Regions from separate parts of the Mus musculus genome. Here region 1 is linked to region 2. Evidence: chromatin contacts called from public promoter capture Hi-C data. All regions are on one chromosome and are shown on one strand. The core of a region is the stretch at or near the end of the contact, and the rest is flanking DNA. Distances in the headings are between cores, read along the strand shown.

Evidence for each region. Promoter capture Hi-C pulls out the DNA fragments that hold promoters and counts their contacts.
Region 1: a contact with region 2 is called in a promoter capture Hi-C map of embryonic stem cells, with 6 times the contacts expected there. The contact joins the promoter of Cldn1 here to the enhancer-like site in region 2. A contact is called at or near these places in 2 of 39 promoter capture datasets (cranial neural crest and embryonic stem cells), 1 of 484 Hi-C or Micro-C datasets (cardiomyocytes) and 1 of 9 other capture datasets (adipose tissue).

What each region holds. Positions count from the first base shown.
Region 1 is chr16:26,368,193-26,375,425 of GRCm38.p6, reverse strand. Cldn1 (claudin 1) reads left to right here and starts at 3,587. Exons shown (of 4, transcript NM_016674.4): 1 at 3,587-4,022. The coding sequence starts at 3,800.
Region 2 is chr16:25,372,625-25,379,553 of GRCm38.p6, reverse strand. The region is part of intron 4 of Tprg (transformation related protein 63 regulated); the gene reads right to left. Among named protein-coding and RNA genes, the nearest start is that of Tprg, 89 kb to the right of the region's middle. Within about 2 kb of position 2,388, at least 33 of the 459 cell types and tissues checked have an H3K27ac peak or open chromatin away from gene starts, as enhancers often do. A contact at or near this core is called in adipose tissue and embryonic stem cells, where this site is marked.

The sequences.
Region 1 (7,233 bases), core at 2,338-4,837, 990 kb before region 2:
AGGGGATTGGGGTATCTGCTGGGTGTGAGATTACATCTCATAGAATTGCCGGGAATGCTCCAGTTGGGTATTCAATACCATATGATCAACCTTGTAATTCTATATACACAAGTAACAATATCCCAAACGGCTGATGCTTTTTAGCTACAACCCTTCACTACCATCTCAAAAGCGATTAGCAGTTTCAAAGGATGTTTTAAGATATCTTTAGGTGTGGAACAATGGTTTGTAGAATTGGGAACCTTCATATCCTAACACTAGAATTCATGCTATATTTTCACATTTGAATATCTGCTCCCTGACACAGCAGATTGTTCGGTGGTGTGTCTATCTGTTCTGTATTTCCTTCCCAAATCATTTTAAAGGGAGTCATAAGCCTGAACAGAGGCCATCCCTAAGTTAAAGGTTTGCATCCCAAAGCGTTTGTCCTTTCAGCAACCAGAGAACATCACAGTGCCCCTTGCCTTCCTTTGTCAACATTCTCTTCTGCATCATTGGTCTCTTGCTTCTGTGTGTCTGTATGTGTGTGTGCGTCTGTCAGTGTGTGTCTGTCTATGTGTGTGTGTGTGTCTACATGTGTGTGCCAGACTACGTGTGTGTGTGTGTATGTGTCTGTCTGTGTGCACCAGAGTGTATGTGGTATGTGTATCTGTCTGTATCTGTGTGTGTCTGTGTGTGTGTTTGTCTGTCTGTCTGTCTATGTGTGTGTCTGTGTCTGAGTGTGTCTATGTGTATGTGGTATATGTGTCTGTGTGTGGTATGTGTCTCTGTGTGTGTGTGTGTGTGTCTGTATGTGTGTTTGTCTGTCTGTCTGTCTATGTGTGTGTCTATGTGTATGTGGTATATGTGTCTGTGTGTGGTATGTGTCTCTGTGTGTGTGTGTGTGTGTCTGTATGTGTGTTTTCTGCTGGTCCTCAGGCTCACTGAGTCCAAGCATCAATCATGTAAGTATGTGCAGTAGCCATAGGACTCTTTGATGTTAGCTTATACACCGCTCCCCCACCAGCACCACCACCAATTCTCCAAGCTGAGACTCATGACATTCCAGAAAGAGCCTCCGTTGGGGAGCAACAGAGACTAGGAAGGGACTATCATGATGCAGTATATCTCTCACTGCCTGGACCAAGACAAACAAAATAGGAGGTAGAGAAAAAAAATCTACCCGTGCTCAGTGTGCTTGGGGCTTCTAGAGAAATATTATAGAGGTCAGGTTCAAGACCAGGACTCTAGAGCAGAGTTGCCATGGGGGGTGTCAACACTGTATGTTACCAAATGTGACCCTTAGGTAAGCAAAGTGACCTCTTACCTTATTCCCTCACATAGAAATATGGGAACACTGAAGAGACTGAGCTTAGCCCCTGACAAGGTTGTACTGCTCACAAGTGTCCTCTGTAGGCAGGTGATGACTGAGAAGTCAATCCCTACTTTTATTGATTGCAAAACTGAGGCAGAAAAAGGGAAGAATCTACATGCAGTCACATGGCAGATTTACTTTCTTAGACTGCACTAGGACTTTGACCGCACCACTGGCAGCCTTTTCTAGAACCTTCTGGCTCATGTTATTGCCTTTATTACTTATGCTTTAGATATGAAAAGCTGATGTTTGTGGGTTGTTTTTCTTCTCAAATTAATGGATTTAGACTGAACTATTATCTCATCTGTTGCTCCTCTGAGGCTAGGGACAGAAAACTAGACGGGATTAGGATGTCGAGGTGAGCACAGAGCAGCAGAGTGGGAAAGCTCACCGCAGCCGCCCAAACACAGTTGTGGGAAGCAAAATAGTCAGCCTTGCACAGATCTGGATTCAAAACAAAACAAAACAAATCAGAAGCCATGCCTCTAATCCCCTGCCAACTGCGGCTTCGTAGAAATGGGTCCTCAGGCACAACTACATAGATGAATTCAAATCTTATTTTTTGAAAGGGGCGCTGAAAAACTGCAGCAGAAATGGATACGATCATATGATCTCACATAGTGCACGTCTTGAGGGAATTCTGTGTTCTAAGCATGATTGACATTTCATCTGCCTGAACAGACACTAGATACCAGGGGAATATTCCTCTGAACTCACAGAGTAGTACTGCCTGCAGGCTGAGGGCGTGAGGGCACAAGTCAGCCAGGGCCTGGCCTACCTACAGATCTTATTTAGAGATCTTTTATGTTTGGAAAACAGCTGGGAGCAGGAGCAGGACAATGAATACTTGTTCAAATCTTGCTATCTCCTGTCTGAGTTCTGTTGTCATCACTACTCCCTAAGTCCCTGACTACAGCAGATCTGAGTCTTTATCCTTAAGCATTGACAAAGCTGGTCTGAGAACAGTGAGCATGGGAGTGAGGGCAGTAAGGCTTTGTTTGTCGTTCTATTTTGTTTTTCACATAACTTTCTTGTGGCAAGCTTGTACTTTCCTTAGCATGCATGGAAGCATCCCTTGTTTTCACTCATGTGTTTATTTCTGCCCTCAATTCTCCTGTTTTTACTAAATCCATAGAAGCCTCTCTTTCCACCGTACTCACACCACAGACAAAATAACAGCTGAGAAAACATTTTAATTATTCTCAACCACAATGTGGGCTTCTGTGTAGCAACAAGCAAGGAAGCTGTACAGACCCAGAGAGGACAGCAAGAGGCAGCCTAGGTCAAAGCCTGGGGAGATTACTGCCAGCTCCAAAGCCAGAGACTAAGTTCTACTAGGATGCATCCAAGTGTCTCTCTTTCTCCTGGAAGAGAATGTGGAGGAACTTGCTGAATTCCATCTGATAAGTCTTTGCTGGTCAGGCATCTCAGATAAGGAGTTACTATGCTAAGCAAATTGCTTTAAGGAAAAAGTGTATGTGTATGTGTATGTGTATGTGTATGTGTATGTGTATGTGTGTATATGTGTGTCTGTGTGTTTGTGCCCGTGCATGCATGCATTGGGTGTGTCAGATAGTGGACTGCATTTTCAAAAGGAAAATAAAAACCCAAAAGACAATATATATATATATGCAGTGGAAAGCACACAGATCTAAGAGTGTACTAGAAACCTGCCCTGAGGCACTCTCCGGTTAGCTCTTCTCTAATCTATAAAGTTTCAACATCTCTGAGACCCATGGGAGAAATGGGAGAAATCTAATGGAATGACCTTAAGGAACAGAAGGGAGCAGAGGGCCCCTAAAAGAGAAGGAACTATCAGACAAGAGGTGCCCAAGGGTGAAGGGAATATAGAAATATCGAGTTAGACACATTTCCTGAATAAAATACTGGGAATATACTAAAAAATGAAAATAGGTTTCTAGTTCCCCCCAGTTTTTCCATCTTTATGTGTTGTTTTTGCATTTACACAGATGAGGTAACTTTTATTATTAGTTAATTACGGAGTGAAATGAAGAAAATGCCTATCAAGTGCTAGGAGAGACACGAAGGGAAGAGGTTAGGGATGCCTGATTCTCTTCAGATGGTCCCCAGGTAGCCCACGGGGCATCATCATCCACCACGGAGCTGGCCTGCGAGGACCTTTGTGGGGATTCGGCCACGAAACCACCAGGGGGCGCTGCATGCCGGGAGGGGCGGAGCTGCTTTAAATCACAGCGCCGGGCGGTTCAGCGTCTCAGAGAACTCTGCCACTTCTCACTTCCAGACTCCACCACCGCCTACCCGGACCAGAAGCCAGGAGCCTCGCCCCGCAGCTGCACAGAGAGCAAGGGTATAGGCACTAACTTGTTTGCAGAGACCCCATCACCTTCGGGAGCTCAGGTGCGCACCTTGCAAACTCCACTTTCTGCATCTGCCACTGAGCCCGCGGGAGCCTCGGAAAGAGCCATGGCCAACGCGGGGCTGCAGCTGCTGGGTTTCATCCTGGCTTCTCTGGGATGGATCGGCTCCATCGTCAGCACTGCCCTGCCCCAGTGGAAGATTTACTCCTATGCTGGGGACAACATCGTGACCGCTCAGGCCATCTACGAGGGACTGTGGATGTCCTGCGTTTCGCAAAGCACCGGGCAGATACAGTGCAAAGTCTTCGACTCCTTGCTGAATCTGAACAGTGAGTGCACCCTCATCCTCCAACTCCCCACTCCCTATCCTTGGACTCTCCCCCACCCTCTCTACCCCCACTCCCCAGCCTTGGAGCCCTTGTCCTCTGTAGTAGCTTCATTCAGCCCAGAGGCTACCCTCGAAATTGGTCAAGGCTTTTCAGCATGTGCTCTGTCCTGATAAAGCAGAAAGAACCCAAGCCCTAGGTTAAAGCCCTAGATTTGCCTCTAACTCTCTACTTGGCACCTTCTGCCCTTTTAGGTGTGATTTTTTTTTTGTCTCAAATTCTAATCAAGGTGGGTGGAGATTGGGAGAATGAAGACCACTGTGGAACTTAGGTTCTTGGGCCTCTTCTGCACATTCATTCTAATAGGGTTTGAACAAGAAAACGGCACACTTTGGGTAGGTTTACAAGCGTTAACTAGATGATTCTGAAATATCAAATAAGAAACTTTCTGAGTTGTCTCATGGCATTTCCAACGCACAGCTAAGGTTTACTCTTTGGGTCTTTTGGTTTTCTACCTTGAAGAACCTCTTGAGATCCCCCCCCCCCCGCCCCCAAAGGATGGACTAGGATTTGCAGGAGAGTCAACTTGTGCGGTACAAGTTTAGAATAAGAAGGACTGGTGGCATCTGGGGAGTGGGTCACTGAAGAGAGCTCTTCTGAATAAACTCAGCAGCATGGCAGCAAGAGCGAAGGCACAGAAGGAGGCAGCCTGGTTGAGGTCACCATGTGGGAAGAAGTCTGTGAGGAAAAAGAAAGGCTATTCCCATGTTTTTCCTTCCGCAATGGAATCTCTATGTATTGATGCATTGGTCCTATATGTAAAGTGAGAAAGGCATGCATAGACAGGAGTATCTCTACTGATTCTGGGGAGACGGGTGATAAGATGTATTCGCCTTCACTTTTAGCTAAAACTTTTTTCAGGGCTTTGTCAGAAAGCCATTCAATTCCTACAGGGCATGTTCTCTTCCTGGAGAAATCACATTGGTTGTCCTGCCCTTTACCTCACAGGAGGAAGAGTTCCCTTAGCCTTTGCCTAAACAAAGCTACTCCACAGTCCCCTGGGAATGCTGCTGTGAACAGTGCTGGCATTGTCCCTGACCTATGAGAGTGGAGCTCTTCCTCCTTCCCAACAAAAGCACTTCACTTTACAGTTATGAGACCTGCCACAAATCAGCTTGACACTGTGAGAACCTGTAGAATGTACTCAGCTGGCATGGTTTTGTCTCCACATCTGGACTCCTCTATTAAAAGTAATCTATACATTTGGAAAGCATGTCCTATTTATTACCCTCCCCGGATACACTCAGACTGTTGACGATTGGGAACTAGTCCAGTGGAAAGAAAATGGTGCCAGGCATTTTCAGAACCATATTGTAGACCTGGCAGGTGAGATCTGCTACAGCAAGTCCAGAGAGGGCTTCCTATCAATTTTATTCCTCTAATCCAAATTCTTTATTTTATCAGGTCTAAGTTTCCCAAATGCCTGGATAGAATGATGGTCCATGCAGCAAATATTCAGATCGCTCCTACCCAGAATAATTCATTAAATGGTTGATTGTAATTTATTCCTTTTAAATATACTTATTATATTTCCTAAAACGGTGATAAACACATTGACTATCCTTCCATCACAAGGAGTGTTTAGAAGTGGCTTGTTTGTTGATTTGTTTTAGCGGAAAACAGCTTCCATCTTCTGTTCTGGTTAAAGCTACAGTTTATTCAAGATGGAGCCCAGCAGCCTCTCCACAAACCAATTCCCAGAAGCGTGAGCCTTGACTCACACTTCTCTCCCAGCTGAGCAGTGATTCAGTAGGTGCCTTTGGACCAGGCCCAGAAAACTTGTCTCTGTTTCTCCACCTGAGCCATGGTGTTCACGCCTACCTGATGTAGAGATCTGGTTGGTGATTCACTGGCTGGTTTTGGTATAGTACCATGACGCCTAGAGATGAAAAGGCTTATCTGTGTGTGTATGTGTGTGTGTCTCATGAAGTTTACCTCTCACAAGATGCTTTGAGGTAAGAGGCACAGCTATGGGTTTCCTAATATTGTACTCGTGAACTTTGCCCCAGAGCCCACTTCACCAAAGTATAAGATAGAAGAGTTTCAGTGTTTTGTAACCAGACCTCAAGGGCTACTTCTGTCATATCTGGTATCAGTTGTGAAAGGCACATGACCTTTACACAATATGTACAGTGAGTGCAGTATTATCACGTCCCACGAGAACCACTGGAAATAGCATAAAGAGGCCATACTGTACAGAGCTTTTGCCGAACAGTTTATAGAAATATAACAATAACTTCCTGGAAAAACAATAGCTACACTGTGAATTATAGCCCATAATAGCCCAGAACATTGCCAAGCCCCTGCTTGTGATCATTTAGAGTGACGATCCTTGCAGCTGAAATTTGGGCATACAAAGTACAGGAGTAAATACAGTTATGGTAGACATTTCTTTGTCTAATTCACACATCTCTCTTGGTTTTGATTCCATTCCCAGCATTGTGGAAAGCCAGCTGCCTGTTCCATGTACTTAGCTAATTGCTTCTTCTTGCTTCACTTTAATAACCAGCACGGTCCAAAGACAGGGCTTTCCTAGGAGGCTGCGTGTTGGGAGGTGTGAAGGCAGAGATGTAAGCATTTTTGTGGATTGCAGTTGTGAAGATTCGAGCAGCAGACAAATGGGAGGTTATGCTAGACTCTCTTTAAGTCTCATCTAGCCCTGAACTGCTGTAATTTGTGTATAAGCTACCCCAGCCTGTTGAACTTGCTCTGCATGAATTCACATGTGTGTAGGTGTGCTTAATGAGTATTGGTGGTTGTGAGGTTTCCCAGCACTCTTGCCATGATGTCAAGCTCAGCGGGGGAGCAAAATCCCTGACGGGGTATCTGTGCAGCACAGGCGGAGAGGTGGGTAACCACTCAGGCTTCTCCAGACTCCTTTCTGCTGCTAAATAGACAACATCCAGAAACGCCATGGGTGTGCAGAGTGGAACAAAAGTTAAACAAGAGCCAAAGTCTGAAATGAAAACGTGTGGAGTTCTTGTCCCAGTTTGTCCTGTCCAGGGAGAGCTACTTGCTCTCCATGGGATTCACAATTTGTAACGTAGGGCAGAGTAGGAGGAGTAGAGGGATGGATCAAAGGTCCACTGGCCTATTTAGCAAACCTGAGCTTGGCCCTATTCTTACTTGTTGGAATGCAGCAAAGGTCATTGGT
Region 2 (6,929 bases), core at 1,139-3,638:
CACCGCGTGGATTTAGTCTCACCCCATGTTTCAGGTAATGAAGCCTGTTCTACTAACCAAGTTCATCAAATTCCAATCACCTATTTGTACCCAGTCTCCAAGGCCATGCCATAGTCTGTTTGTTTCCTTCCTGTTTCTTGGGTATATCATAGCTAATTGTTGCCAGCGTATGGACTCAGCTCAACTGCCACAATCACTTTGTACCTCACAGCATACTTTTCCACATCCCTGAGTTATCTCTGCTATTACCCCAGGCATCATTAGTAGCAAAGGCTGTATCACTTAGGTCCACAGCACTTCAATAGCTGAAGTAGCGACTTAGATGTATTCACGTGCTGTGCATGCTTTTTTTTTTTTTTTTTTTTTTTTTTTAAGAACGTGTTTGAACTTGGCTTCGCATAGTATTTCTATGCATGCTGCCTCATGTCTTAGTCAAGCTGTCAAGAACAAGGCTGATTCGGAGGAGTACAGCCAATAAGGAAAAGGCCCAGAATCTCCCCACAGGCCTTCTGTTCTTTTCTTCTTGGGGTAATAAAAAGACATACATACACACATACAACACCTTCATCCTAGCACATATTTGATAAATTACCTACTTATGGGCTATGACTGTAAGAGTCAACTATGACTTCAGTTTCCAACATACACTATTCACTAAATTTTCCAGTTATATTCTTGAGAAAATATAGTATTCTTTCTTCAAAGAAGAAATTAAAATAGTGATCAAAGCTAAGCAAAAATATTCTAGAAACTCTGTGCCCTGTCTTATGGTATGGATGCTAAGTGTTCTCAGGAGGGCCATGTGGTAAAAGCTTGGCCACAGCCTATAGCAGTTCTTGGACATACTAGAACTTTCTGGAGATGGACCCAATAAGGTGGAGTTAGATTACAGGGACACCACCTTGAACTTTGCCTCTCCTCTTTTTGCTTTCTGGTGACCATGACCTGAGCAGACTTCTTCATCAAACACTTCAGCCATGGCTGCCTCATCTCAGGCCTCAAGACATGACCAAGAGATGACATAAACTATAAAAACTGAGCTAAAAATAGATCTTTTCTTTTTTTATTTTAAGTTCATTTAAGTATTTTCCTGAGTGGACAGCCGGTTGAGACACCCTCAACACCTTGGGCCTGGTGAAGTCTGCGTGATACTATCAGGTTCCATGCCTCAATGAAGAACACCTTCTATATTTTACACATGAGAACCTCTAAAAAATAAAAAAAGATCAGTCTCACAAAGCTTAACTTCTATAAATATAGAACTGCCCACCCCAAGTCCACAGTGATGTTGATCTGGAAATGCATCCAGTTTAAAGACATATAATTACATTCTGGGGCATTTTTAAAGAAAAAAATCATTTCTGTGGCCAAACTTAGGAACTGTATCCCATATCCCAGAGGTTTCACTCCAATGGCTGTGAGTAGCCCTCTGTTTCCCAATAGCTACAGGCAAACTGTCAGTCTAGCTAAATTAGATAAGGAAGGACGCTCATTTCCTTGGACTTCAGACCAATGAAAACCTTTCAACTATAAGAATTTTTGCAAGAAAGGATTTGAAGTAGCAAGGCATCTGTATCTCAAAATAGGCTGTCATCAGGCCATTTTCAACATATATTTTTTTTCCTTCTGGCTTCTAGACAAACACAACACGATTTCCACATAGGAGTGGGCAGACAGCACCTTCGTCATAGTCTTTGTGCTGGTCAATGGAAAGACCTTGGGGGCAGCTTCCAATATGCCTGGGCACGTTCACAATTTTTGTGGCTTTTCTCAACAGTGTTTTCCAGTTAAGAACTGTGAACATTTCAACCACAAGCTAAGGGCCCCCCAATAAAGGTCTATGTCATGGAAGATGGGGTACACTGAACTTTAAGAAAGCCAACACTTAGGAAAGATAGCGATTTTTTTTTCTAGGCTAATCAGTGGGGAAAAGAAAGAGAGACGGAGACCAATTAGACAGCAAGGACTGAACAACCTATTCCGATCGTCTCCTCCATCCATCTTTGTGCAGGGACAATAGTAATAAGCCTGGGTTGAGAACTCGTGTCCCCAGTCTTCGTGTGACCCCCCCCCCCCCCCCCCAGAATGTGCTCTTTGTCACTGTCTACCAGGATAATCAGCTCAAGGAGGACTGAAATGAAGGAGAGAGTGAACATTTTTCAAATTCTGGATCTTTGGAGAATCCTTCCTGTAGCCTCCTCTGAGTGAGCCCCCTTCACTCCTTCTGTGCCACCTGGGTCACAAGTATCAGCATTTGCCACACGCCGTATACTTAATACTTCTCCAATCTCACCGTTTGCCCCGGAAAAACGAATACTTCACACATTGCTCCCCAGAGCTCAGCTCTGGCATGCTTGGCACACTGCAAGAACTGAATAGATACTGAATTAATGGGCTGACTCCTAACTCCATGGAGATAAGGAAGAGAAGGGGGAGGAGGGCGACTCTTAGAGAAGCTGACTTCCACTTCACTCAGGGAAAATCATGACAAGCAAAGTCTTCCCCAAGTCAATTCTGTTTTACCAGAAGTCCTCTGAGGCTGGACAACTAACAGTCCGGATGCCCGAAAAGGGAAGTCTGCTTTGAATGGTCACCAGTTTACTGATTCTGTGAGTATTCCATTCCAGGCCATTAGCCTCCTGGTTGATCTATGAGAAGAGTCTCTCGCGCCACCTTCCTGTAGGAGGCGGTACTGTCTCCCAGGTCTGTCAGCATCTGAGCTGGCTACTGAACTCCACTGAGCTCTGGCAGTAAATTTAAAGAGAGAACTTTGAGCAGGAGAGGTCTGCGGTTGGGAAATCATCTTAATCATCCACGATTGAGCGGATTTGATTAGAAGAGTGATCTCAGCAGTCAACATGAAACCTTACACAGACAGTAGGAGTCTCCGATGCATTCCCAGAAGAAAATCCCCGCAAATGAGATCTGAAAATCGGTCATATCCCCTTTTTCTTTTTTTTGAACTGTCACTTTATGGATTCGAAAGGAAATTCGTGTACAATCACAGAGCTAGTGCCTTGTAGAGTTGGCACAAAATTCAGCTGATTACAAGGCCAGAATTCATTTCGTTGCCCAATGCTGTGGAGCCCACTATAATATAACACTTAATTATACAGGTTTGGCAATACAAGCCAAAGCATATCCCAAACATAATAATAGATGCTTAAACTACATATGGGAAAAGCATGCTATAACTTGGTTAGCCTATGACGTGAAGACATTCTGAAGGGACTGTTTGCACTGTTTTCCCACCAAGGGCTGAGTTGTACTCTTGTACCAGGTGGGGAGGGTTAACTGTGCTGTAAACTGTAAAACACATGATCTCACCAAGAGTCCAAACCAAATTCAAGAGACTGCATATGAGCAAACCACTAGGCTTTCCAATAGAGTACCTGCTTACACTGACCAACATCCCTGAAATGCTGTTATTAATTTCCGTCTTTACTGATGAGAATTGGCTGACAAGAAATAAGAGTCAGTATGTGAAGCCACTTTGCTTTGTGATCCAAGCCTGAGTTTTCCTGAGTAGTCAGGGCCCCACAGTTGTTTATGTCTCTGTAACTGTAATTTTACCTAAGTTGCTTTGCCCTTCTGGGTCTTATATAGTCTCTATGGGTCCCTCTATCTCCAGAATTTTTCTGACACAAATATTATGATTGGGAGAAAAGGATTTATAGGTCAATAATGTAGAGAAGTAATGAAACAGTTTTCTTTGAGGCTGTAACCCCTGGTGGGTCAACCACAGTCCCCTGGAAAGTCACATTTCCAGGACTACATGGCAATGCAAATTGGACTTGATGGGTTTAAATTAATGAAGAGGAAACAAAGTTAGGTGAGTGGGAAAGGTCTGGGAGGAGTCGGGGGAGGGAGATGAATATGTTTTGTGAAATTCTCAAAGATCTAATAAAAATGGCAAAAAACAAACAAACAAACTAAATGCAAGCACAATGGCCAGGAGAGTCAGTTCCTTTCTGCTAGATTCCTGTAACAGCTTATAACAACTGAGGGACCTCAGTGAAGGAGCAAGATGGCCACTATGTTTTATGTGCATGTGGACGAGCTTCAGTTATATACCATTATGGGTACAGCTGCGGCTGCAGCAGCCATCACCCTAAATGGAGCCAGGAATCAGCAGTTCTGAAAGATGCACAGCCTCAACATAACAGGGCCATTTCAACTCTGTACCCTAGAGCCTAAGGCTGTGCCTCTCCTTTGATGCAACTCAGAGAACTCATGTGTAAAGAAAACAACCCATCTCTTTACAGAACTGTAAGTGTAGTGGGAAACACCCTACACAGCCTAGCAACAAAGAGACTCAAGATGTCCCAGTATTTACTGTTTAGATGGTTGTTTCATAACAAGTGTCCTCAATTTCTTTATAAAATTCAAAATTAGCTATCATTTGTCTCTGCCCTGTGCCTGCGTGCGTGCATGCATGCATGAATGTGTGTGTGTGTGTGTGTGTGTGTGTGTGTGTGTGTGTGTCCCACCAGGACAGAGGTAAGTGTGCAGAGAATCTTGCAGCTCTGCCCTTCTGCACTTTCCTTAACCACTGCTGGAGCACGTCTGCTGCCACCCAGCAGCTGCCGGGGTAACTACATGGACTTCAGATATGCTGCATTTTAATGTAACATTAAAGATTGACAGCAAGCGAGAGCAACTCAAGAGAACAAGAACCCAAGATTCTAGACTCTAGGACAGATTGCTAGAAAAGAGCCAGCTCTGCAGAAAACCACTTTCTCCTTTGAGCCCCCAAGTCTTTAGTGGCTGCTCTAATTGTGCTTCAGGCTCCTGTCTGTCCTGACACCATTGCCCTGATACTGGAGGCTAACAGCACTTTCAGAAGAAAAGCTTCATCTCTAATATTTCCTTGTTATCCAGAGGAACAGACTTTGACACAACGCAAAGCAGGTGTCCTCGCATTATACAGTGAGTGCCAAGTAAATTTAGGGTCTGCTCAGGCATTCCTCGGGAGGGGTGAGATCCATCCTGATGTGTACCGGAATCCCTAGGCAGCAACTTCCTAAGGAGGTATTTCTCATTTAAATATAACTTCTTGGCAACCAAATATTTATCTGGAAGAAATTGGGAGTGGTCTTGTCCAATCAGGCACCTGGGTTTAGTCCACTGCTCAAAAATAACAGGATTGTGGCATTTGGGGAACGCCTCCCCACAAAAGCTTGCCAAGAAATAGCTCCGAGATCCTACAGCATCCACCCATGCTTGTCAACACGCCTCCCTGGTCATTATGAGTGAGTGGACAGGGCCACACCCAGGATCAAGATCAAGTCCAGGGCATTCTTGGCACTGATGCCCAGAGGCAAAGTCAGGGTGTGCGTGACAAAATCCCCTGTTGCCTGTCATCACAACTTGTGATACAGCTTGACCTTTTCTGAGGATGGTAGGTCTCTAAACCCCATGGCAATTCTGATTCAGACTCTACACCCTTTCAAGCAACTCTTGAGTGATCTTGTGCCTTTAAGAGGGTGAGAACTCAGAATTTTATGTATAACTCTCCTGTCAATCCTTCTCACCTGGACTTGTTCAAAGACCTGGTGGTACTTTTCTCAGTGGTCTAATCCATCACACATACCACCCAGTTCCAATTACGCACTTAACATGCACTGAGCACGGAGCTACGTGCTTGTCACACAAGATGCTGTGCTGTACATGGTAGAACAAAAAGGTGTGCAAAGCCTCCAGGCTTTAAAATAGTTGACTCAAATTAGCCAAACAAAATAAATGAAACACTCTGTCCTGACTGTCAGCGCAGGCCGTGGGTATGAGCACCTCTGTCTATCCTCTCTGTGTATACTCCAGTTACCCAGGAGACCCTGTGGTGGTTCCTAAGCAACTTGTTGCACATTTGCATCTTCTTATCTGTTTGGCAAATTTTTCTCCTCAGTCTAGGAGCCACATCCCTCTTCCAGGTCAAAATATGTTTATCTGTAAACTTCCCAGCTCTAAAACAAGATCGCCTGATCTTCCCGCAGCTTCTCTCTTCCGTTTTTCACAGATGCGCTGTCAAGTTATGTCTGTCTCATAAGACGTAAGAACACAATGAGATCTCAAGCAGACTGAGGACAGGGACAATATATTTCATCTCTTCTTTCCTACGAAGGCTACTAGTCTTCCAATTCTTGCATAGCCACATCGAACTTGCCATAACTAACCATTGATTCTGAGACCTAGGTGCTTACAATTCTAATTTACTATTAAAGGAAAGAGATGGTCACCAGAAAAACACATGGCAGTTATCATACAAAATGCACAACAGGCTGCACTGAAGTCACGTAGACCAGGCTTGACTCCAACCACAGTGATCCACCTGCCTTGGCATCCCAGTTAGGAAAATGTTCATATTGTTTGGAGCTTTACAGGCCACAGTGACCCACCATCCCTGACTTATAAACCATAAAGATCAGGAGATACTTATCACTTAGTCTTCTTGTTTATAAGTTACTTTTTGTGAGAACACACTTCTCATCATTAAATGTTCCAGATAGAGCCACTGGTGCTTCATGTGACCATGTAGTGGTTTTAAAATCGTGCCTTGAACCTTTTATATGCATTTCTTGTTTGGTCTGAATTGGGGCATTCGATCAAGTTCATCGGGACAATTTTATATGTAACTTTCTGATCAAGAAATAAATACTCGATCTCTCACCAATAGTGCTCCATTGCCTTAGGGATAGCCATCACGTTGCTGTTGCTGTTACCATCAGAAACCTGACTCCCACTCTCAGAGTCACAGAGTAGACCCCCAATGAAGGGGATGACTAAGACCCCTCTCCTCACAGAGCAGACCTGTTTACCTGCCTTCTCTGCTCCAGGACTCAGTGGCTTTCAAGATTGGCTACCCATTAGTATTTATTCTATCTCCAAGATAGTTAAAAAGAAATGATCATCATCCAAGAAAAGAAAACAAG